5 separate regions of the Mus musculus genome follow, and regions 2, 3, 4 and 5 are each linked to region 1. The links are chromatin contacts, called in public ChIA-PET and HiChIP or PLAC-seq maps. All regions are on one chromosome and are shown on one strand. The core of a region is the stretch at or near the end of the contact, and the rest is flanking DNA. Distances in the headings are between cores, read along the strand shown.

Region 1 (4,353 bases), core at 979-3,478:
ATGAACACTGGAGGAGGAAGTAGCTACTGGAGGTCACTGTCTTGGCCATTTCCTGTTTCAGGAACAAAGATGCCAAAATATGTTCCTTTTTCTTATGAAAAAAATGTAGGGGTTTTGAGAGTTGGAATTCCCAGAACCATTGTCGATGCTGTGAGCTGACCGGGTTGGAAGCCTTTGCCAAGGCTGCCTGGGCTGTTCTCACGGGTGAGTGTCTAGAGGCAGTTCTGGAAATGATGTCTGGATCTCTCTCACTGATGGACAGGCCTGACCTCAGCCTCCTGTCCTCCCAGGGTTCAGGGGGAACTTATGCAGAGGAGAGAGTCCCCTCTCCAGACCTTTGGCTACTTGGATGGCCTGAAAGGGTGAAACATAAGATACAGCAGCACTTGGGCTTTGAGCTTAAAGTCACTCTGTCCTGAAGGCAGACAGCTTAGTGAAAGCCATTTCTGTCCTCTGTCTCAGGCTAGGCCACTTATAAGCCCCATCGGAATGACCAAATAGTATCAATTTGCATGAAACCAGAACCTTCTAGGCTGTCCAGGAATGGGGGAGCATGGAAGTAAAGGGGATCGGGAAAACGGGGCTCTACCAATACGACCAAGATAGACAGACCTAGAGCCGGGACAGGAATGTCCACGAGTCGGTGTGGCCTCGGGAGACACAGAGCCAAGCCCCCAGGACCTTCCCATCCTGGATCTGGGTAGCAGGTGGCAAGTACCCTCTGTGTGCTGGCTCCATATTGGCCAGCTTTGCCTCTGGTCTATGTTGTTAGTATCGGGCCTGCCCAATTCCCTCCTCATCCTTCTTATTCATTCAACAAACATTTAAGCAGTCTTTATACTGGAAGGTAAACACTACTAGACGGTAGGTCCCCAAAGGTATATGAGATTCACCAGGGCCCTGGCGTGGTGAAGCTAACATCTAACTAGGAAGATACACGGAAAAGCTTTTGTTCACAATCCAGTGTGAGAAAAGCCTTTGTTCACAATCCAGTGTGAAAGTCCGATCGTATATAGGCCATGGAAACGGACAAAGTGCAAGACCCAGGGGAGAATCCACAGACAATAGAAGACTATTGACCTGGCTGAACATTTTGTGTGTGATCTCCATTTTCATCGTGTGGGTCCTGGGGTTTGAACTCAGATCGTCAGGCCTGGCCTCAAGCACCTTTACCGGGTGGGCCATCTCAACAGGCCAAATGTATTATCAATCAAAGCAATCGTCTCAAGGGAAAGTAGAGAGACAGTCTAGATCCGTCCACCCCTGTTCCAAGCAATAGGGGCCAAACTCCTAGGAAAGGTTACGTGGGCCCCACTTAGGATCCGCCCTCTGTCTTCCCACCTCCTAATCCCTAACCTGATCAAACTGTTGGTTCTGTTCAGAAGAGAGGAGCCTTCTCACCTGACTCTTCAGCCGGGCGTGGTGGCGCACGCCTTTAATCTCAGCACTCCGGAGGCAGAGGCAGGCGGATTTCTGAGTTCAAGGCCAGCCTGGTGTACAAAGTTAGTTCCAGGACAGCGAGGGCTATACAGAGAAACCGTGTCTCAAAAAACAAAACAAACAAAAAACCAAAAAGAAGGGTCTCCATTTCCTTCTTGTGCCTATACAGTCAGAGAGGGTCCCACTCTAGGCCCTTACTAGAGTAAGGGTCCTCCTTTCTCCATCACCCCGTCCTTACCACCTGGCAGCAAGCAGTTCCTGAGGGGCTAGCCTCATTCCTGCCACCCCAAGTGGGAAATCCCTATCTCAAGGACGGTTTCGAAGCCTAGACAGAAATGTTCACATCACTGGCAACAGCTTTCCAAAGGCTAAAGCTGGCACCTCTAGGGGCCCACTGCCTGGAGCAGGCTCCGAGATCAGTGGGGTGGGTCACAGAGAGCACATCCGGTCTGGTACATCCTCTGCAGGGGTGGGGACCATTGTGCAGCTAGCTGGCCTTCCCAGGGGCGCTGTCGCATGTCCTCAGTCAGAGACCAACAAGCAGGAGGCCTGGCTGGCCTGGAGAGTCTGCAAGACCAGAACACGCGGTGCCTCTGAGCACCCACACGCTGGCGGGGAGTGGCTAGGGAGCTGAAGGTGGGGTTCGGGGAGGATTCCCCGGGCAGTGCGGGGGACGAGCCTGCGGACCGCTGGCGCGCGCCCCCGATCCTCCCCGCGGGAACGGGAGCGCGGCGCCGCGGGAGGAATCCCAGCTATTTCCTCTGCGCCCCGCGGTATGCGGCCGGCTCGCCTCCCTCCGAGTGAGCGAGCGCGGCCCCGGCACCAGCTGACTGCCAGCTGCCCTGGCCGCGCCGTGCAGCTCCGGATCCCGGCCAGCCGCCCCCTCGTCCCAGGCCACGAAACCGGCCTTTCCAGCAGCCTGAGACCTGTACCGCTGTGCCAGCCAGAACCTGTCCCCGGCCCGCGTGGAAAAGCCGGGCGGACATTAGCGCCCACGCGAGTGTCATGCGTCTGGGTCTGAAACTACAAGTTCCTTAACCTAGTTCCCAAACTGTTGTGCAACGGTGACCCCGGCCTACTCATCTGTGTTGCGACAAGGTTAAATGTGAAAAAGAAAGACAGAGACAGAGTGTCAAGTGTATTTTCGTTTCTCTAGGTCGTTGCTGCTGTTCTTTATTTTGCTTTCCAGTCATAAGATCCTGTGCTGGCCTCTTTCCAGCCCGGCTTGTCAGTGAAATAGTCAGAGCGGGCTTTACTCGGAGACCTGTAGGTGGCTAACTCCTGCTGGGCCTGGTCTAGACTGGGTTCTCACTTTGCATCATCTATCTATCTATCTATCTATCTATCTATCTATCTATCTATCTATCACGGTTTGCCAAAGTTTCCCATGTTGGCCTCGAACTCGTAGGCAACCCTCCTGCTTCAGTTCCCCTAGTGCTGGAATGACAAGCTGTGAGCCACTATGCCCAGCCTGTGCTCTCGTTGTTTTGTTTTAGGGGTGGGGGGTTGATTGTTTGTTTGTTTTGTAGCTTTAAAAAGTCTGATAATGGAGTCCTCCTTGCTTTTAACCATTGTGCTCCGAACCACAATCACTGCTTGGAAGGCAGAGAGGTCAGTTATTTATATATGTTCAAATGATGTCATTGCTGTCTGAGAGCAACCAGGGAGGTAGTTGGTGGTTAGGGGAAATTGAAGGTGCGCACGGCCGATAACAGGTCTGCAAACGTGGAGTCCGGTAGTTGTGTGTCTGAAAAGAGGATTGTCACCGTGAACTCTCTGGGACCCTCTTTTCCTACTACAAAGAAAAATTCTTGCCAGTTTTGCCTTTAACTCTTCTGAGTAGCTGCCACCAGGGCGGGGAGGAAACTGAGACAGATCCTTGGCCACCCACACCTGCCTCACCACGCCCACAGCCGCGGCTGCTGGGACACGGGAGCTGGAAAGCCCCGGTTTCACCAGGCCTAACCACCAAGCCCTTTGCACAAAGGAGCTGCAGTCTGGCGTTTCCCCTGCCCGCCCTCAGTTTAGACTTCTTAGCTTCCATCCCAGCTTGCATCCATGGCCAAGCGCCAGCCACTTAAATCGATAATGTGCCCCCCACCCCCCAGAACAGTCCCTACACATGTGGCAGCCATAGACCTCATAGATCCAGGTGGAGACAGAACCGGAGAGATAGGTACTATAAATATCGCAGGCCAGCAGCAGGCAGTCTGAGCCTGCAGGCAGAGGCTCCCCACCCGCTCGCTCGCCCGCCCGCGCCTGAGCAGGGCACTTCCGGCCATCAGAGTAGGAGGAGCAAACAGCATCAGTATCAGAGGCCTGAGTTTCCTCTCCCCTAAGATCCCATCCTGAGCCTTTATCTCCTGCCTTGGCTCTCTCTTCCTAACTCAGAAGTCCCCTGACCTTTATCTTCTCTCCTCGTTTTCTGACCACCAGGGTATGCTGGAGGTGTCTTGAAGAAATGCAGGCCACTCTTTGAATTGGTGAGAAATGCCTTTAGTTTAAAAGGGAGAGGGGGACAAGGGTGTACTCAGTTGCTAGAGCGCTTTGCTCCCATGCCTAAGCTCTGGCTTCAAGCCCCAGTGTCACATAAACCAGGTGTGGTGTACACTTCTATAATCAAAAGGTAGGAGCAGAAGGCTCAGACATTCTAGACCATTTTCTGCTACAAAGCAAGCTCAAGGCCAGTCTGAGATTCATGAGCCCCTGTATCAAAAAGATACAACGTGACACTTAATTTTGATTGGACCTACTAGGACAATCTACTAACAGCAGAACCGCTAGTGGCAAAGAACCGGAAAGTGGGGAAGTGACGCCTCCAGAAAATGAGGGCTGCTACCCCAGCAAGCTGGTGGCTGTCTAGTGGGACTTCCTGAACTGGGTCTGCCAGGTCTTGTGTTTGGTGAGATATAG
Region 2 (4,353 bases), core at 690-3,189, 510 kb after region 1:
TCAATTAGTGATCAAGGGTGGGAGGACTCATTGTGGATGGTACCATCTGTGGGCTGGTAATCCTGGGTTATAAGAAAGCAAGCTGAGCAAGCCAGGGAAAGCAAGCCAGTAAGTAACATCCCTCCATGGCCTCTGCATCAGCTCCTGCTTCCTGACCTGCCTGAGTTCCAGTCCTGACTTCTTTTGTGATGAACGGCAGTATGGAAGTGTAAGCTGAAAAAACCCTTTCCTCCCCACCTTGCTTCTCGGTTATGATGTTTGTGCAGGAATAGAAACCCTAAAACACTTTTGCTAAGAATTAATATTGCTTTTTTTCCAAAAGATTTTTTTCTAGAAGGAGTCTAACATACAGATCCTTGCTACATCATTTCAAAGATGTGATTTTGAAGGAAAACACTTTATGCCATAGGTTGTTTTCATTATTGTTGTCTTAAATATCTTTCAGCTCCCGTGGAAATCCTTGACTAGCATCATTGAATATTATTACATGTGGAAAACTACTGACAGATACGTGCAGCAGGTAACTTTCCATGCTACCCCACTTTGGTATGACAGAGAGCCTTTCTGTTTGGGTCATTGTCTGTGAGCAACGAATGAATCCTGGACCTGTTTGATCCTCCCTAGACTGCTTTAAATCCCATGGTTTCATGTCTGTAGGATATTATCTTTAACAGTTTCATCCTAGTGGTTCACTGTTTTCAGCATTCATCTTTAAAACTACTTGAGAAAGATGAAAGGGAGAGAGGCAGCTAGAGAGGCATTGTCTGGCCAGTGCCTGGTCTCCAGCAAGCTTACTAGAAATCCTTGGACGATATACTTTTATGGATTAAAATTTGAGCCTGAAGCTCTCGGCCTTAAAAATTCAGATACTGCTGCAGTTTTCTAAAATCTCCTTACCTGACATTTTTGTGGGCCTGTTCCGTAAGTGCTAGCCTCCCCCCCCCCCCCCCATCCCCTTTGGAGTCCTCTGTCCAGATGCTAGGGAGCAAATCTAGGACCTTGAATATGGTAGGTAGGCACATTGCCATTGGGCTCCAAGCATTTGACTGCAGTTGTAACATGGTTGTTGTTATTTTGAGACAGGCCTCACTGGGTAGCCCAGGTTGTCCCTAAACCAGAGTTCCCCCTGCTTCAGCCTCCAAAGCGCTCGGATTGCAGGTGTTTGCCGTCAAGCCGGGGATGGTAGCTTTAGTCTCTGTAGTTTGATGCTTTCTTCTCCAAAGTCATTCAAAAGTAGGGAATCATTTAATTTTTGAGCTCTTCCTAAATGTCCTAAATTCATGTAACTCTTAGTTACTTTTTTTGAAAAATCTGCCTTTAGAGAAAGGCATATTTCTGAAATGACCTCAGTAAATGTCTGTTTTAGATTCTTGCAGTCACGTGTCAGAACCAAGGCAGAGATTAAAAGCAGATGGCATTTGCCTAAATGTGCCAGCTGCACAGTAGCAGGGACTGGATGCTGCACACATTCATTTAAGGATCACTCTCAAGTGCCAGGCGTTGCCGTGGTCATGAATAGTGAATAGAAATCTACAGCGCACTGAACAATTTCCAGTGTCAACACCATATGGAATTCAGAAAGTGCATATTTTAAACAACTGTGCTGGAGATGAAGGCTATGCAGTCTGGAAACCTGTGCTGTTCAAGTTAGGAAGTGTCCCCAAAGAAGGCACAGACACGGCACTAAGGGCAGTTTACTGTGTTTGGAAGGAGTGTTTTCCAAAAGTGTTGACTCCATTAGAAGTCTCAGGTTGTCCCTGAATAATTTTGTCTTCATCTGTAGGACAACTGGAGGGGGCGTTTGAGTCTCTCTGGGGACAGTGACTGTACTTGACCCCCATTCCATTTGCCTTTATTTCTGTGCTGATCATGGTGTAGATCCGACAATATGTTCACCTTCCCATTCTTTGCCTGCGTTTGGCCCCTCCGTGACTTCCCATGCAGCGGTCTGTGAGTTCAGACAGGCTTGACGGGTCTTACAGAGCCAGGCACAGTACAGACCGGCAATCCCTGCACTTGGGAGTCTGAGGCAAGGCTGAACAGCATGGTGGTGAGTTCCAGGCCAGGCTCAGCCTAATAGCGAGCTCTGTCTCAGAACTGACTGATAGTTAGTTACTGCATGTGCTCCATCACGTGAGGGTACAGCTCTGTTCCATTCTATTCTGAGTAACTACAGTCACTCTCTCTTGCATAGAGTTTAGATACTAAATAATTTTTCTAAAAGCAAATGTTGTATTGGGGGTGGGGGGCAGTGTTTGCACGCATATTCCTTTCAGAAAGACAAGAGGTAAAATGGGAAACTAAACCTGTAAAAATAAGAATGGCCCTTGTCACTGTCCTGAGAGTTGGAGGTAAAGCTTCGTGGTAGAGCACGTGCTTGGCATATGTGGGGCCACAGGTCCAAATCACACACTCACGCACACCAGAAAAGTCCTTAGAGTTTCCTCATAGAAGATTGGGCAGCTGCCAGACATGGTGACGCACGCCTTTAATCCCGGCACTTGGGAGGCAGAGGCAGGCGGATCTCTGCAAATTCGAGGCCAGCCTGGTCTACAAAGTGATTTCCAGGACAGCCAGGGCTACACAGAGAAAACTTGTGTCAGAAAACAACAACAACAATAGAAGATTGGGAAGTGGAGTTTTGCGTATGCTTACAGTTCTGTGGTTCAGAAGCTAATGGCTCTCTTAAAAGTTACTGAGGCTTTAGCTTATGTACATGGAAGAAGTCTTAAGATAATGAATTGTGCACTGTAAGGCAGATGGGGTGTTAATGATTGGTATGCATTCCACGTAAAACGTCTTGTCTATCTTTTGAATTAGAAGCGCCTAAAGGCCGCAGAAGCCGAGAGCAAACTGAAACAAGTGTACATCCCGACTTAGTAAGTAATCGAGTCCTTTGAGACATTGTCCTGCTCTTAACCCTGCCCTTCCAAGCACGCCATTTGTTCGCTGTGACAAACCTGAATAGTTTTGTGTGTCTTTCTTACCTGTTTTTCCTCCTCGAAGCTCAGAACTTGTTTTCTGTTGTCCTACGCAACAACTTTGGGAAGGAGTGGGTGACCTGCACAAGGGCTGGAGGCTCAAGCGCAGCTTGTTTTTGTATGAAGCTACAGGGCAAGTGTCAGATGTCCCTGTGAGAGAGAGAGTAACCGTGTTACTAAAAGCAGCTGTTTGACACAGCTAGGACTTAGTGAGAATTCTGCAGGGCAGGAGGAGCGTCCTTGGGTAGTGTGCCTCGTTACTGTGAGGTGTGTTGTTTGCATGATTTGCTGAGGGGTTTACGTTGTTTTCTTGGACCACACTTCGTGAGGAGATGGTCAATAGGTTCTGGTTGTTTCCTGCATCTAGCATCCTATCACATCTTTTGGGTTTTCAGGTCATGGTCGTATAAAAGTGAGTGTCAGTTTTCTTTTCACTCCATCTGTGTTAAGGGCATCACACTCGTCCATCGTTGATGTCTTAGGTTTGGTTACTCAAATCTACGACAACTTTCTCTTTGCCACTTCAAGATTTTTCAAATTCTTTGAGCTAAAACCAGCAATTCTGTGTAGATGTTTCTGTGCTGGGTCTGGGTATATTGCATAGTACATGTTCGTACACGCAGGAGGCTTCGCGGACATTTACCTCAGGGCATAACTGATGTACTTGTCATGGTTCTTGTTGTTTTGTTGTTGTGTGTGTGTGTGGGGGGGTGTTTTGTTTTGCTTTCTATTTTTTTATTATTTTGAGACAGGGTTTCTCTGTGTAGCTCTGGCTGTCCTAGAACTTACTCTGTAGACCAGGCTGGCCTCGAACTCAGAGGACTGCCTGCCTCTGCCTCCCGAGTGCTTTAGATTAAAGGCGTGCGCCACCACACCTGGCTTTCTTTTACTTTTTGAAAGCTGTAATTTACACATCCCATAATTATTCTATTTCTTCTGCAGTGTTGTTTTGATATCCTTTAAAATTATGTATTTACTTTACAAATTCAAAATATGTTGTTCCACAAGAAAAACCCTGGTTGTGACTCAAGTCTGAGCTTCTCAGGGCAAACAGCCTTGCCCCTGTCCCACAGTGCCCCACAGTGCTGACACCTCAGAGCGAACACGCGGCACCTGTGGGGACTCAGTGACCCAATGACTGATTTTATTCAATGTACCCTGGCTTTGGTGTCTTTATCTGAGCCAGGGATCCACACAGTAGTCTGGATAAAAATCTCAATTGTCAACTGTTTCTGAAAATAACTTTCCCTGGAGCACAGTCTTGCGTATTAGTTATAGATTGTCCAAGCCACCTGCAATAATGTCACAAGCACACAATTTAGTTGTTGTGACTGTGTTACCCACAAACTTAAACTTCTTTACTACTGAGCCA
Region 3 (4,353 bases), core at 567-3,066, 380 kb after region 1:
TAAGAGCACTGACTGCTCTAGGGAAGGTCCTGTGTTCAAATCCCAGCAACCACATGGTGGCTCACAACCATCCGTAATGAGATCTGATGCCCTCTTCTGGGGTGTCTGAAGACAGCTAGTGAACTTATGTATAAATAATAAATAAATCTTTTTAAAAAAATCTTTCCCAAAATAATGAGAGTAAATGAGATAGCATTCTCAGTAGCCACCGTGAAGACAGCAAAAATAAACTGGGGAGATGAGTTGTGCTTTGTTTGGGGTTTTTGGGTTTCGGTGGTAGAGTTTGAACCCAAGACTTTTTGCAGACTTAGCATATGCTCCACTGAGAATTTCTCCCTCCGCTCCTTCACCCAGATTTTCCCCCAGCATATATTAAATATTAAATATATTAAATACTACCATTTCAATTTAATCTAATCAATATATAAAGTTATAATAATGAGATGGAAATTATCAATGTAAAACTTATTACTGGGGTATTATACATTTTCCATGTCTGGTAGCTCACAGCTGTGCGTAACTCCAGCTTCAAGGGATCCAACGCCATTCTCTGGCCTCTGTGGGCCCCTTCACGCAGGCAGCAAACGTGGCACGCACGCACACACACATCATGAAAAATTCAAGGCAAAAGCAGGTAGATCTATTCAAATTGAGACCAGCCTGATCTGTATGGTGAGTTCCAGACCTGCCAGTTACAGAGACTCTGTCCTTAATGCTGGGCACAGTGGCACACAGCTTTAGTTCCAGTACTTGGGAGGCAGAAGCAAGTGGATCTTTATTGCTCTGAGGCTAGCCTGGTCTACATAGTGAGTTCAGGAGTGAATGAATTACATAGTGAGCTATGTAGTGAGACACAGGATCTCAAAAAAAAAAAAAAAAAGTGTGGTTGCCATGGTGACTTCTCACAGCCATAACAGTAATCAGGACAAGCTGCATGCACAAGATAAACAAAATGAATGTTTTAAAAGTATAAATTAAAAATGCAATAAAGAGGGGCACAACGAGTAAGAGCACTGACCGCTCTTCTGAAGGTCCTGAGTTCGAATCCCAGCAACCACATGGTGGCTCACAACCACCCATAATGAGATCTGATGCCCTCTTCTGGTGCGTCTGAAGACAGCTACAGTGTACTTATTTATTTTTTTACAAATGCCATAAAGAGCAGAGCGTGGTGGTGCACGCCTTTAATCCCAGCCCTCGGGAGGCAGAGGTAGGTGGATTTCTAAGTTCAAGGCCCGCCTGGTCTACAGAGTGAGTTCTAGGACAGCCAGGGCTACACAGAGAAACCCTGTCCCAGGGGGGGGAAAATGCAATAAAGAGTTAGGTAGAGTAAAGTGACTTACATTGACCTTTGGCCTCCACACACTCACCTGTACTCACATGCAGACAGACATAGAGACAGACTTTAGCGCTTTAGAACTAAAATTGAATGAGCTTCCTCGCTACTGTTCTTGATTGGATGTTTGGGGTGTCGCGCGCCTTTTTGCTAAAGTAAACTGCCTTGCCTGGTTACCTTCTCGTGTTCAGATGTCAGTTTGGGAGGCAGCTGGGTTACTGTTTGCCGCTGATTCTGAGCTTATCCTAAACCTGAGCTCCATCTGGAAGAGCATGCGGGTCTCCCCCCTTGGAGAGGTGCATCTCACAGGCCTGTTGGGGTGGACCCAGGATCTCAGATACACGGCACCACTTGGATAGGTGGAGATCCCAGGATGGAAAGTGTCTGAGCACCACAGGAAAGGTCCATGTAAGCGCTCTGGCAATCTCGCAATGCCTTGTGGGAAACAAGGTCATGACACTCTCAAGGAGTGACGAAGTATTTCCTTAGTGGAGGGACATCCGGTGGTTGTGTGTTGTGTGAGAATAAAAGAGATGTGCTCCGAGCTAGACGACTTCCTGTTTGGGGGTGGGGGTGGGGCAGCAAATACCAGCAACCTAAAGAAGAAAATCAACCTTGTAAAAGTCCTTGATAAAGATCTGGAACCGGCTGGGTGTATTCACACCAGTGACCTCGGCAGGACCTTGAGGCTGACACAGGAGAATCACGGTGGTTTTGAGGTCAGCCGGCACTACCGAGCGAGTTCTAGAACAATCCAGATGTCATGGTGACAACCTGTCTGGCATAAAAAGGGAGCGAGAGAGATGGCTCTGAAACTCAGCATAGAGAGCTACAGGGCCTGGATTGAATTCCCTAGCACCACAAAAATAAAGAATAAATCAAGCCCGGCCTAGCCCCAGACCCTGAGTGCCACATGGAAACACCCTGATGTTTGTTCTGGGCATAGTTGTTTATGAATGGATTGCCAGGCCAATTCAGAACAACACACCTCACGGCTTCATTGTGCTTGCTTTCTTTTTTTCAACACAGGGAATTAAACCCAGGGTCTCATATGCTAAGAAGTGTCCCTGCTCACCTCTCCAGTCTTGAGAAACAGGGATTTGGGGAGGAGATAAAGTTGGGGGGAGGGGGGGCTATGGGGAGGTGAAGTTGAAATAGGGCCTCCTAAAGGCCAGACTGGTCTCACTATATGGCCAAGGATAATCTTGGGCTCCTGGTCCTCTTGTCTAAGTGCTGGGTTACAGGAGTTCTCCAGCATACCTGACTATTCTGATTTAGCCTCTTGATTGCTGGCAATGGCCACCAAGTGTGGTGCTAGAAACAGACTTTCCCTTCCCTCCCTCCCTCCCTCCCTCCCTTCCTTCTTTCCTTCCTTCCTTCCTTCCTTCCTTCCTCCCTCCCTCCCTTCCTTCCTTCCTTTTCCTCTTTCTTCCTTCCTTTTTTTCTTTTCCCTCCTTCCTTCCTTCCTGCTTTTTTTTTCTCTAATATCTCTGTGTAGCCCTGGCTGTCCTAGAACTCACTCTGTAGACCAGACTGACCTTGAACTCACAAAGTCATGTTTCACCACGCTAAGATAGAACCAGACATTCTACAGCCTCCTGCTGGCTGCATGTCTGTTCCTTCCTGCCAGGGAATGGCTTCTGCTCGGCTCCTGCGACAGATCAGATTGTTGCTGAGCCTTGACCTACCTCCACTGGAAATTTTACATTGTCAGGGAATAGCTCTGATCAGTCCTCTGAGAATCACAGGCTTTGTTAAAACACCAGGGACTGGGGCTGCAGAGATGGCTCAGTGATTAGGAGCACTGACTGCTCTTCCAGAGGTCCTGAGTTCAAATCCTAGCAACCACATGGTAGCTCACAATCATCTATAATGAGATCTGGCGCCTCTTCTGACATAGAGCTATATATGCAGAACACTGTATATAATAAATAAATGAATCTTTAAAAAATAAAATATTAATAATATGTATTACAGCCATCATGGGCTTTGGGTTTGTAGATACAGGGGTAAAAAGGGCATAGTTAGAAAATATATCTGCCTGTTATTAATGTTTTTTGAGATATGGTCTTTAGCCCAGGATGGCTTTACTATGAAGCTATGGGTGATACTTGCTGCCAAGTCATGAAGACCAGAGTTAAGATTCTGGCACCCAAGTAATGAGCCAGGCATCCAGCAAACTCCTATAACTCCAGGCTTCGGGGAATCAGTGTCTTTTCACGAGGTCGTGTGCATTCACACACATTTGAATATACTTACACAGAAACACACAAATAAAGATATACTGGCCGGGCGTGATGGCACATGCCTCCAATCCCAGCACTCGGGAGGCAGAGGCAGGTGGATTTCTGAGTTCCATGCCAGCCTGGTCTACAGAGTGAGTTCCAGGACAGCCAGGGCTACACAGAAACCCTGTCTCGAAAAAAACAAAAACAAAAACAAAAACAAAACAAAAAGTTGCTTACTGCTAAGGCTTGTGACCTGAACCAGGTCCTGGAACCCACACTGGTTGAAGAGGAAATCAACTCTTTTTTTTTTTTAAGATTAATTTATTATTATATATAAGTACACTGTAGCTGACTTCAGACATACCAGAAGAGGGCTTCAGATCTCATTCCAGGTGGTTGTGAGCCACCATGTGGTTGCTGGGGTTTGAACTCAGGGACCTTCCGAAGAGCAGTCAGTGCTCTTACCCACTAAGCCATCTCGCCAGACCGAAAATCAACTTTTGAAAGTTTTTCTCAGACTTCTACATGTGCACTGTAGTGTTCTCTCCCTTGCCCCACCCCTCACACCACTCTCTCTCCCACTCTGTCTCTCTGTCTCTCTCTCTCTCTCTCTCTCTCTCACACACACACACAAATAAACACATACACAAAATAAATAAATTTAATTTCTTTAAAAAATAAAAACAAAAAGCAAGATATGCTGGGTTATAAACATAATCCCAGCAGTAGGGAGGTTGAGGCACAAGGTTTGCCACCAGTCTGGGACCAGCCTGGGCTACAGCATCAGAA
Region 4 (4,353 bases), core at 828-3,327, 300 kb after region 1:
TAGATAGGAATGGCAGCACCCCCTCCCCTAACCCCCACATCTAACCCCATATTTCCCTATGGTATTATAACACAAGAGGGAGGGATGATCCTTGGAAATTCTCCCCTCCCCCACTTTAACCCAAACTTAGGTCATGATCTTCAACAGCGCACACTTCTTTGAAGTTTATGAAAAATAATCCAGTCATACATATAGTGTTCATTTGAACATCCATTATTTTTTTCCTTAAAAGAAAAACAAAAACCTGATTAGTTCCAAAAATAAAACCTGAAGTGGGGGGGGGGGGAAGCTCAGACAAGAAGCAGAGCTCGTGGCTAAGCAATCGTCACTGTGATTAACGGTGCGCCAGTGTTACCTGCCTCGTGGGCTCCTATCTTAAACATAATTAGCACAATTTCCCTGTGGCTCCCCACCGTCCTTAGCCTTTATGCCAAGTTCTTGAAGCAGCCACTTTAATAGCAATAAACGACAGGAAAGCTCTTCTGGTCTATAGGCAGACTCAGGTCTCAGGCAGGGAGCCCCCCCAGACGGATGCTGGGCCCTGTCAGCTCAGAGGGATGGCTTTTCTCTGCCCTCTGAAGTCACCATGAAGCCCATCGCCAGCACCCGCTGTGACAGATGAAGCAAGCAGAACTGCTCCAGGAAAGCCATGCCAGATGCCACCAGCCAGATGCCACCAGCCAGATGCCACCAGCCAGTGCTTGTACGGATGTGTCTGCTATGCTGCTGAGACCTGGGGAAAGAATTTGTGTACAGGTGGGGGGTGGGGGGGTTAGTAATGATGGTGCAGAGAGAATAGAGATGAGACGGGGGAGAGTCATGGAACTTGTTTGTTAGAACCGCAAGGGCCTAGCAGGCATTCCTGCCACTGGCAGCAGACTGAACACCAGCAACACCGGGAGTATAATTAGCAAGACTTCTGATTCAAATTCGCACACAGTTCATGCCTATATGTATGCATTATCATTAATTGGAATCTAATATTGATCATATTCTTACCATAGAGTAGTTGTTAAAAAAAAAAAGAGAATACCCATGAGCCTGAGGGACCACGTGACTGGCTCATGGCCACCCAACGACAAAGGCAGTACCATAGCCAGGAGACAACTTTTGAGGAGGGCACGGCTCAACTCCAGGGTGGCCACCATCTTGCCTGTACAAGGCCGTGGGTCCATCCCCAGTCCTGGGACAGGGTCTGCTTTATCCACCAGTCCTTTAGTGCAAAATGAAGCATTAGCTTAGAAGTCAGTCAATCAAGAAGGGACACAGAAGTCAGCTCAACAGAGTAACGTCCACTGCATATCAAACAAGAGCTGGGTTTCAAAGTCAAGATTTATTAATTCTTCAAATGTTCAAGCTATACAAATTCTGTTCTGCTGATGTGCATACAACATGTTTACAACAAAACATAGTAGATGTTTAATAAAATATTTATCTCCTTAAGGACTGAAGAGGCCAAAAAGCTTCAACCATGAGTTAAATACGGGATATACATTTATAGGTACTACCAAAGTCTGACATAAATACATATGTAACACAGCCATGAGAAACTGTGACCATAGGATCACACACTCTACTACATCTGTATTAAGGTATAAAACAAGGTTACATCACATAGACTAAGCTGATTTAAGGACTCTTTTATCAGGTGACAAAAGCTGTGACCATGAACCATCATTTCTCTAAGACTTAAGCATACAATTTAATTACCATAAGTCACACACAGACTATAGCATCCCCTTACCCTCCCTCTGTGTCATCTCCTAAACAGGCTGACACAGCACACCTGGCCCCTCTTGTGATGTGTGCAGTGACCATTAATGGTGGCGGTCGGTCAGTCGTGGAAATAGCAATATTGGGCACATGCCCATTCTACCTCGCCACTGCCATTAAGGAAAGAATCGATTAAAAGTGACTCAAACCAACGCCTCCTCTAATCTACTTGATCACTTTAAACAATAAAAGCTAAAAGCACACAAGGGTCGCCTCTTCCATACAATCTTTACGTGGTGAAGTATTTAATCCAGGTTTGGATCACCCAAAGTTAGACAGTGATTCTCTCCTGCGTGCACGGATTCTGTTGGGCCTGACTCATGAGGCACACGGAGAGATGAGTCACGGGCAAGCCTATTTGACCATATGAGGCTATTTTAAGGCAAGTTCTCTCTCTCTCTCTCTCTCTCTCTCTCTCTCTCTCTCTCTCTCTCTCTCTCTCTCACACACACACACACACACACACACACACACACGCCATTCATCCACCTATGGACTTTATCATATGACAGTCCTAGGAAGGAAGCTGAGGTACAACGTACTCAACATAAATACAGACATCAAACTGCAGAGACATTCATGGCTACATCCCTCCCATAACTAAATGAGAACTCTTCCAAATGTTTGTATATGACCCCAAATACCCGAGTCTGAATTCTAGAAAAAGTACTTTAAATTAAATTCTCCAATATCTTTGCAATAAGGCTTTCCACACAAGGCTAATTTTACTATAAGGTTACTTTGACAGAATTCTATAAAATAACACAAATGTGCACCAAAACTCAAGCTATTCTGTACTAAAGAGAGAGGCCTCGGTCTTAAAAGGGATGGCAGGGTGATTTATTGAAATTATTCTTACTCCAAAATCAAAATTGAAATACATAGAATTAAATGATTATTTTTTTAAGCTTAAAAGCTGAACTACCATGTTACAGATGGCCAAACGTATAAAGCACTTTATTTAGTGCAGACAGACACACACTTTACCCTTACATACATAATTCAACTAGAACACGATTCATAACATATAGATTACAAATTTTTTAAAAAATCTGTATAATGCAAACTTTGCAGAAGTAGATCTAGTCTTTACTTTCAAGTTAGAAAAGGCCTGACGGGTTCTCTTTGGGCATTTCCAGGCGATGGCTTTCTGAGATAAAGAGTAACACAGATCTGAGTCACAGGCCATTTGGTGCATTCACGTGCGAGCTACCAATCTGGAGCCCTAGAGGCTAAGAACGATGGATGCTACACACTGCAGAAGAAAAATACAAGAGCTTTCTGCTCTAACCCGAGACTTAGTCTATGTGTTTTTTAATTACTGGATAGACTGATGGAATGCCAGTCAGTAAAAATTTGATTACCAGCTAGAGTCACATTCAAAATGTTTTCCTTAAAACTGGAAGGAGCTCCACAGTGTTCCCAATACAAAGATAAACTGGTAAGTAAATAAACTAATGATAGGGAGAGCGCTTTAAAAAGTTACCACACTCATTTCCTCGACCAAACCCTCGCTGACATTAAGAGAGAAAAATTTGAATTATTTTTTTGCCCAATAATTTAATCATTTACTACGGAAAAAACGTTGCTTTAGGGGTAGGTTTGGCAGGAATCGCTTATTACGTTTCCAGATTAGATTAAAATAAAAGAAACAAGACAGGATTAAAAAAAATTAAGGCTACCTAACTGAACAAATAAAAATGATGATGGTGGTGGTGATGATGATGGTGGTGGTGGTGGTGATGATGATGATGTTAGCAAATGCTAACTGAGCAACTGTAGAGATTCACAACCCAAATTCCCCTCGTCCAGGATGCCAGCTGCCATCAGGTTGTGAGGTCCCGGCTCATTCTGTTGTAGGAAGATGTAAAAGCATCCTTGGGAGCTGGCGAGATGGCTCAGCGGGTAAGAGCCACCGTTCTTCCGAAGGTCCTGAGTTCAAATCTCAGCAACCACGTGGTGGCTCACAACCACCCATAATGAGATCTGACGCCCTCTACTGGTACGTCTGAAGTCAGCTACAGTGTACTTACGTATAATAATAAATAAATCTTTGGGCCGGGGCAAGCAGGGACTGAGCGAGTGGAGTTGACTGGAGCAAATGGGGCCAACTGGAGCTAGCAGGGTTGACCAGAGTGAGCAGGGCTGCCCGGAGCAAGCAGAGCCAACCAGAGAGAGCGGGGCCGACCTGGGCGAGCAGAGGTCCTAAAAATTCAACTCCCAACAACCACATAAAGGCTCACAACCATCTGTATAGCTACAGTGTACTCATATACATTAAATAAATAAATAAATAAATAAATAAATAAATAAATAAATAAATAAATAAATCTTTTTTTAAAACGCCTTGGTGGGTAGCACTGGTGCCAGTCCCAGAGCTGTTGCGAGCCGTTCCGAGGCTGGAAATGTGCTAACCGTGAAGGTGGGTGAGGCCAATTACAGTGTATGTTCTCCTCTAGCTGGAAAGATCTGAAGTCTACTTATTTAGTAATTAAATAAACAGCCTCCACTTCAATTCAAGCCCACTTGCACTTCCAGACACAGATACCAACCAGCCACACCTTCTGCCCATGGAATGAG
Region 5 (4,353 bases), core at 1,150-3,649, 270 kb after region 1:
AATTACCTCTTAATAATGCTTATCATCAAATACAGTCACACTGGGAATTCAACATGAAAAACTTATTTTTTATTAATTAGTTGTTTGTTTACTTATTTATTGTTTGGTTGATTTTTTGAGGCAGGGTTTCTCTGTGTAGCCCTGGCTGTCCTGGAACTCACTCTCGAGACCAGGCTGGCCTCAAACTCAGAGAGATCCTCCTGCCTCTGCCTCCTGAATGTTGGGATCACAGGTATGTGCGGCCACTCCCAGCTGAAAAAAAAATTTTTTTTAAAGATTTATTTATTTATTATATGTAAGTACACTGTAGCTGTCTTCAGACACACCAGAAGAGGGCATCAGATCTTGTTACGGATGGTTGTGAGCCACCATGTGGTTGCTGAGATCTGAACTCCGGACCTTTGGAAGAGCAGTCGGGTGCTCTTACCCACTGAGCCATCTCACCAGCCCAAAATTTTTTTTTTTTAAAGATAGGGTTTTATGTGGCTCAAGCTGGCTTTTACATTCACTATGAGGGGACATAATCGAATCCACACATCCCAACAGTCTCACATCTGGAGAAGTCCACTCTTTATACCTTTGAACATCTTTATCTCTGTCCTAAGCACATTTGTTTAAAACAGGGCTGTACTGTTTACGCTGTAACCTGCCCTTTCTATTCATTTATACTTGAGGACAGCATTCTCAGTTATTAGATATCTTCCTAGTCTTGGTAAGTTCTCAGAGTCCTTGCTGTGGCAACACCAACTCTCCTGTGGCGTGTGATTCTGGCTGCACATCATTTCTCCCCATTGCTGAGGGAGCTATGATCAACCCCCTGCACTCTGCATAAGACAGATTCTTCCAAACAAACTTAGAGCTGGAGGGACACTTCTAGCGTTCCTGGTGTGTACACCGGGTCTTTTATTCCTATTCCCTCCTCGATAGCAACATCTGAAGCAGCACTGTTTTCTTTCTCCAAATGTTTATTTGGGGACAAACAGAAAGTTATAGCGATAAGTAAGAGATTCCACATGCCGTTCACCTGATGTCTTAGCACCGACCAGAGACCCAACATGCCTGGTCAAAGTCTAACACCCGTACACTGAATTGTATTTGGTTTTTTTAAAATTAGATATTTTCTTTATTTACATTTAAAATATTATCCCCTTTCCTAGTTTCCCCTCTGAAAATCCCCTATCCCCTCCCCCATCCCCCTGCTCCCCAACCCACCTACTCTTGCTTCCTGGCCCTGGCATTCCCCTATAATGGGGCATAAAACCTTCACAGGACCAAGGGCCTCTCTTCCCACTGATGACCGACGAGACCATCTCAGCTACGTATGCAGCTAGAGCCATGCTCTTCCTTTCTTTCTTTCTCTCTTTCTTTCTTTCGTTTTTTGTTTTTTTTCAAGACAAGGGTTTCTCTGTGTAGCCCTGGCTGTCCTGGAACTCACACTGTAGACCAGGCTGGCCTCAAACTCAGAAATCCGCCTGCCTCTGCCTCCCAAGTGCTGGGATTAAAGGCGTGTGCCACTACCACACGGCTGAACTGTATTTCTTACTATTGCTTTTTGAATCTTATTTGTTATCCACTATTGAAAAGCTCGTGATGTTTCAGGGGTGTCTGCTGCCTCTCATGGTAACCATTGACATTGCTCACTGTGTAGATGTCTAACTCCAGCCTATATTTCTTTCAGCAGCACAACACACTAGTCTATACGGCCAACAGGGTGATCTACAGAAATCAGCTTGCATTCTCCTCCCTTAATTCTGTAGAAAGCCAAGGAGAAGGCTCGAGATATGAAAAAGGACACTGTGGGTCCCAACAGAGGCTCTCATGTAAATGTCATGCAGGAAACATTTATAAACAACAGGGCCACAATTGGATTTTGCTCTATATTTGGAAAATTCGGCCCCCTCATTACAAAGCGAGCCGATGTTATCTTATTTAGCTCATTCTTCGGCTCATCTCCTGTAATCATTAAATTACACAGCCATATTTCCAAAGCTCTAAGGAGGAAAAAGTAGATTAGGAATAAAATCTCTTAAGCGCCTTTCGCAGAGCTCCGGATTCAGCCGCGAACGCGGCCGCGGAGCCCCGGGAATGATCTATTCTGAGCCGTCGTCGGGGTGAGTGATTTGTTTCATTTTCCCCGGCTCCCCAATGTTCTTTCTCAGATGTGGAACAAGGATGGAGCCTTTAATATTCTGTTCCTGGATGTGTCCCTGATCGCTCTGTGACCCTGTCCCTCGGGGTGGAAGTGAACGAAGGAATGAGAAATCGTGAAATACACGGATGATCAGAGAGAAGAAATAAAAGTCAGGGGAAAAGGACTGTGGGCTGTTTATCACGCGCCTCTGCAGAGGCTGTTTTGATGTGCTCCGGCCTTGCTCGAAGCTGTCAGGTCGGAAGTCTTTGTTCTTTCCCCAGGAAGGCTCATTTCTCTTAGGTGACTCAAAAACTTAACAAATACTTGGAGAGTTCTCTCAGCATTCCTCAGCCCTGCATTTGGAGGCTGGGTTGTCCTCCCCACTCAAAGCTGTCTCCAGTCTTCACTGTTCCCTTGCATCTCATTAACTCTCATTTTCTATGAGTCCAACTTGGACTCTTCATCAGGGTTTCCCCGGGGTGTCCCTCGGGCAATCTAGTTTTGGTTGAGAACTCCCCAGGGCTGTCTCAGCCTCAAGCTGTTTCCTTCGTTCTGGGTGCAAATACAGGTTCTCCATGGAGATGTTTGAAAAGGACGCTTCCGTTGAGCTCGGCTGGGCCCGGTCCTCCTCCGGCTGCTCTGCCAGGATGTGAATTTGCATTCCAAATGCAGGGCCCATCTGCCTCATTACTACTGTGACTTTATTAAGAGCATCCTTAGAGATCGGCGGCTTTTTCCAGGCAAGCCATGCCCTCTCCTACAAACCCCACAGACCAGCCAGCACTTTAGAACCAAGAGACAAGCCCAAGAGAGCTGCCTTCGCATTCAGGGCAAAACTGAATCACCTGAGAGCACCCATAACTCACAGCTCATTAGTGTGACCTCAAACTCTCGACTCCAGCGAGTCTAGCTTGCAACAGTACCCTTAAAATTGGCTTATTTACAGTCAGCTAGGGGACCAAGGAATGAAACTTACGTGATAAGGTAGCAATTGGTACAGGATCGCTCCCTATGCGCCCCCCTGAGAAAGCTGTTCTTCCGGGCCTCCTCATTAATCAAGAGCCCTATGCCTAGCACACACACTCTCTCTTTTTTCAATATTTCTTATCTCTTTGATTAATTCAATGAGCAAAGATGAGTTTATGGTACGAAAGTGCTCTTATTTGTATCTTAAAAATTTGGTCCCAACTCTCCCTACCACGCCCGAAGTAGAATTTACAGGGCTCTCTATTCCTAACAAGTACAGCCGCCTCAAATTTCCTAATGAGTCTTTCTATCCGCTCGGCTCAAAGGAAGCCAGGATGTACAGAGGACCACACCTAAGGGGGCGATGCTGAACACTGGGGATGCTTGACAGATGCAAACCAGAGGCTCTGTATACCATGCCTCTACAGTATGGTGCAGGGAGGGAACCTCGTCTCCAGACAGGCAGCTGGCACAGCCCAACTGAGCTCAACGTTGCTATGTTGGAGATGACCCTGAACTTTTGCTCCTCCTGTACTCTGTGGGTTGCTGGGGACTGAACCCAGGGCTTCATGCATCCTAAGCAACCGAGCTACACAACCGCAGCCCCTCTTACCTGCTCTTAATCTACACTTCAGCCCTCAGGCCCCACCCCTCCAGGTCACCTGGCCTTTTCTAATCTTTCGCCTCTCCCCGAGCCTTTATTGATGTCTGTGCTGGCGACACCCAGAACTCCAGAGTCTTCCTCCTTCATTCCTTGGGCATGCTTGCTGGGCTGGCACTCTGATTCTATAATCCAAGATGTGGAGGTGGCAGGCAGGGAAGGTGTCAGTCGGAATGGGCTTGGCTGGTGACTTTTCTGTGACTTGAGCTCCAAAGGCTGGGTGTGTTTCAAGGCCAGATGATGACTGCTACGGACAGGTCACCACTAGACAAGCTAGTTAACCTCTCTAAGCCTCCTCCCTCGTTCCTCATCTGCAAAACAGAGGTAAGAAACAGTGCTTACCTCTCACGGCTGGTGGTGGGAGGATTAGACGAGTTAATACACAAGCTGAGAGCTTCCGAGGCACTTGCCAAATAAGTGATTACTATTTTAAAAAACCAGAAAGCAAAGCGAATTTCCTGTATCTGTTCCATTAAAGAAAAATGCCAGTACAAGCAGACTGGACCTGTGGTATTGGTAGCTGCATAATATTATTAAGCCTGGATGTCATTTTTTTTTCTTCAAGAACACCTCAAAATGACACTGACCCAGCGAT

Evidence for each region. ChIA-PET counts read pairs in DNA pulled down with a chosen protein or histone mark. HiChIP or PLAC-seq counts read pairs in DNA pulled down with a chosen protein or histone mark.
Region 2: a contact with region 1 is called in an H3K4me3 HiChIP or PLAC-seq map of embryonic forebrain, with 4 times the contacts expected there. The contact joins two enhancer-like sites. A contact is called at or near these places in 9 of 39 promoter capture datasets (the C10 cell line, the HPC-7 cell line, cranial neural crest and 6 more), 1 of 15 datasets of contacts at CTCF or cohesin (the NIH/3T3 cell line), 5 of 484 Hi-C or Micro-C datasets (the C10 cell line, CD8 T cells, the HPC-7 cell line and 2 more), 19 of 115 datasets of contacts at active chromatin or transcription factors (DN3 thymocytes, T-cell acute lymphoblastic leukemia, bone marrow-derived macrophages and 14 more) and 1 of 9 other capture datasets (embryonic stem cells).
Region 3: a contact with region 1 is called in an RNA polymerase II ChIA-PET map of memory CD8 T cells, with 86 read pairs. The contact joins two enhancer-like sites. A contact is called at or near these places in 7 of 39 promoter capture datasets (the 3T3-L1 cell line, the C10 cell line, the HPC-7 cell line and 4 more), 9 of 484 Hi-C or Micro-C datasets (the AML12 cell line, the Ba/F3 cell line, the C10 cell line and 5 more) and 20 of 115 datasets of contacts at active chromatin or transcription factors (the HPC-7 cell line, the SCID.adh cell line, T-cell acute lymphoblastic leukemia and 17 more).
Region 4: a FOXA1 HiChIP or PLAC-seq map of pancreatic cancer cells shows a contact between it and region 1. The contact joins two enhancer-like sites. A contact is called at or near these places in 18 of 39 promoter capture datasets (the 3T3-L1 cell line, 3T3-L1-derived adipocytes, the C10 cell line and 12 more), 3 of 15 datasets of contacts at CTCF or cohesin (the G1E-ER4 cell line, large pre-B cells and pro-B cells), 7 of 484 Hi-C or Micro-C datasets (CD4 T cells, the N1E-115 cell line, bone marrow-derived macrophages and 3 more), 23 of 115 datasets of contacts at active chromatin or transcription factors (the HPC-7 cell line, T-cell acute lymphoblastic leukemia, bone marrow-derived dendritic cells and 13 more) and 1 of 9 other capture datasets (embryonic stem cells).
Region 5: an H3K27ac HiChIP or PLAC-seq map of T-cell acute lymphoblastic leukemia shows a contact between it and region 1, with 9 times the contacts expected there. The contact joins two enhancer-like sites. A contact is called at or near these places in 4 of 39 promoter capture datasets (the C10 cell line, the HPC-7 cell line, cranial neural crest and 1 more), 2 of 15 datasets of contacts at CTCF or cohesin (the NIH/3T3 cell line and large pre-B cells), 10 of 484 Hi-C or Micro-C datasets (the N1E-115 cell line, Sertoli cells, Th1 cells and 6 more), 25 of 115 datasets of contacts at active chromatin or transcription factors (CD8 T cells, the HPC-7 cell line, T-cell acute lymphoblastic leukemia and 19 more) and 1 of 9 other capture datasets (embryonic stem cells).

The regions. Positions count from the first base shown.
Region 1 is chr17:83,274,168-83,278,520 of GRCm38.p6, forward strand. No RefSeq gene overlaps it. Among named protein-coding and RNA genes, the nearest start is that of Gm24240, 6.4 kb to the left of the region's middle. Within about 2 kb of position 2,229, at least 392 of the 459 cell types and tissues checked have an H3K27ac peak or open chromatin away from gene starts, as enhancers often do. A contact at or near this core is called in CD8 T cells, the CH12 cell line, the HPC-7 cell line and 16 more, where this site is marked.
Region 2 is chr17:83,781,457-83,785,809 of GRCm38.p6, forward strand. It overlaps Mta3 (metastasis associated 3), which reads left to right. Exons shown (of 17, transcript NM_001379391.1): 10 at 446-520; 11 at 2,821-2,879. Among named protein-coding and RNA genes, the nearest start is that of Gm46597, 5.6 kb to the left of the region's middle. Within about 2 kb of position 1,940, at least 34 of the 459 cell types and tissues checked have an H3K27ac peak or open chromatin away from gene starts, as enhancers often do. A contact at or near this core is called in embryonic basal ganglia, embryonic forebrain and forebrain, where this site is marked.
Region 3 is chr17:83,652,960-83,657,312 of GRCm38.p6, forward strand. No RefSeq gene overlaps it. Among named protein-coding and RNA genes, the nearest start is that of Kcng3, 23 kb to the left of the region's middle. Within about 2 kb of position 1,817, at least 66 of the 459 cell types and tissues checked have an H3K27ac peak or open chromatin away from gene starts, as enhancers often do. A contact at or near this core is called in CD8 T cells, the CH12 cell line, the HPC-7 cell line and 6 more, where this site is marked.
Region 4 is chr17:83,572,709-83,577,061 of GRCm38.p6, forward strand. It overlaps a transcript of Kcng3 not described here. Among named protein-coding and RNA genes, the nearest start is that of Gm34801, 7.0 kb to the left of the region's middle. Within about 2 kb of position 2,078, at least 12 of the 459 cell types and tissues checked have an H3K27ac peak or open chromatin away from gene starts, as enhancers often do. A contact at or near this core is called in pancreatic cancer cells, where this site is marked.
Region 5 is chr17:83,543,817-83,548,169 of GRCm38.p6, forward strand. It overlaps Gm41635 (a long non-coding RNA gene), which reads right to left. Exons shown (of 2, transcript XR_877027.2): 2 at 1,864-4,069. Among named protein-coding and RNA genes, the nearest start is that of Gm52292, 4.3 kb to the left of the region's middle. Within about 2 kb of position 2,400, at least 67 of the 459 cell types and tissues checked have an H3K27ac peak or open chromatin away from gene starts, as enhancers often do. A contact at or near this core is called in the N1E-115 cell line, T-cell acute lymphoblastic leukemia, cerebral cortex and 5 more, where this site is marked.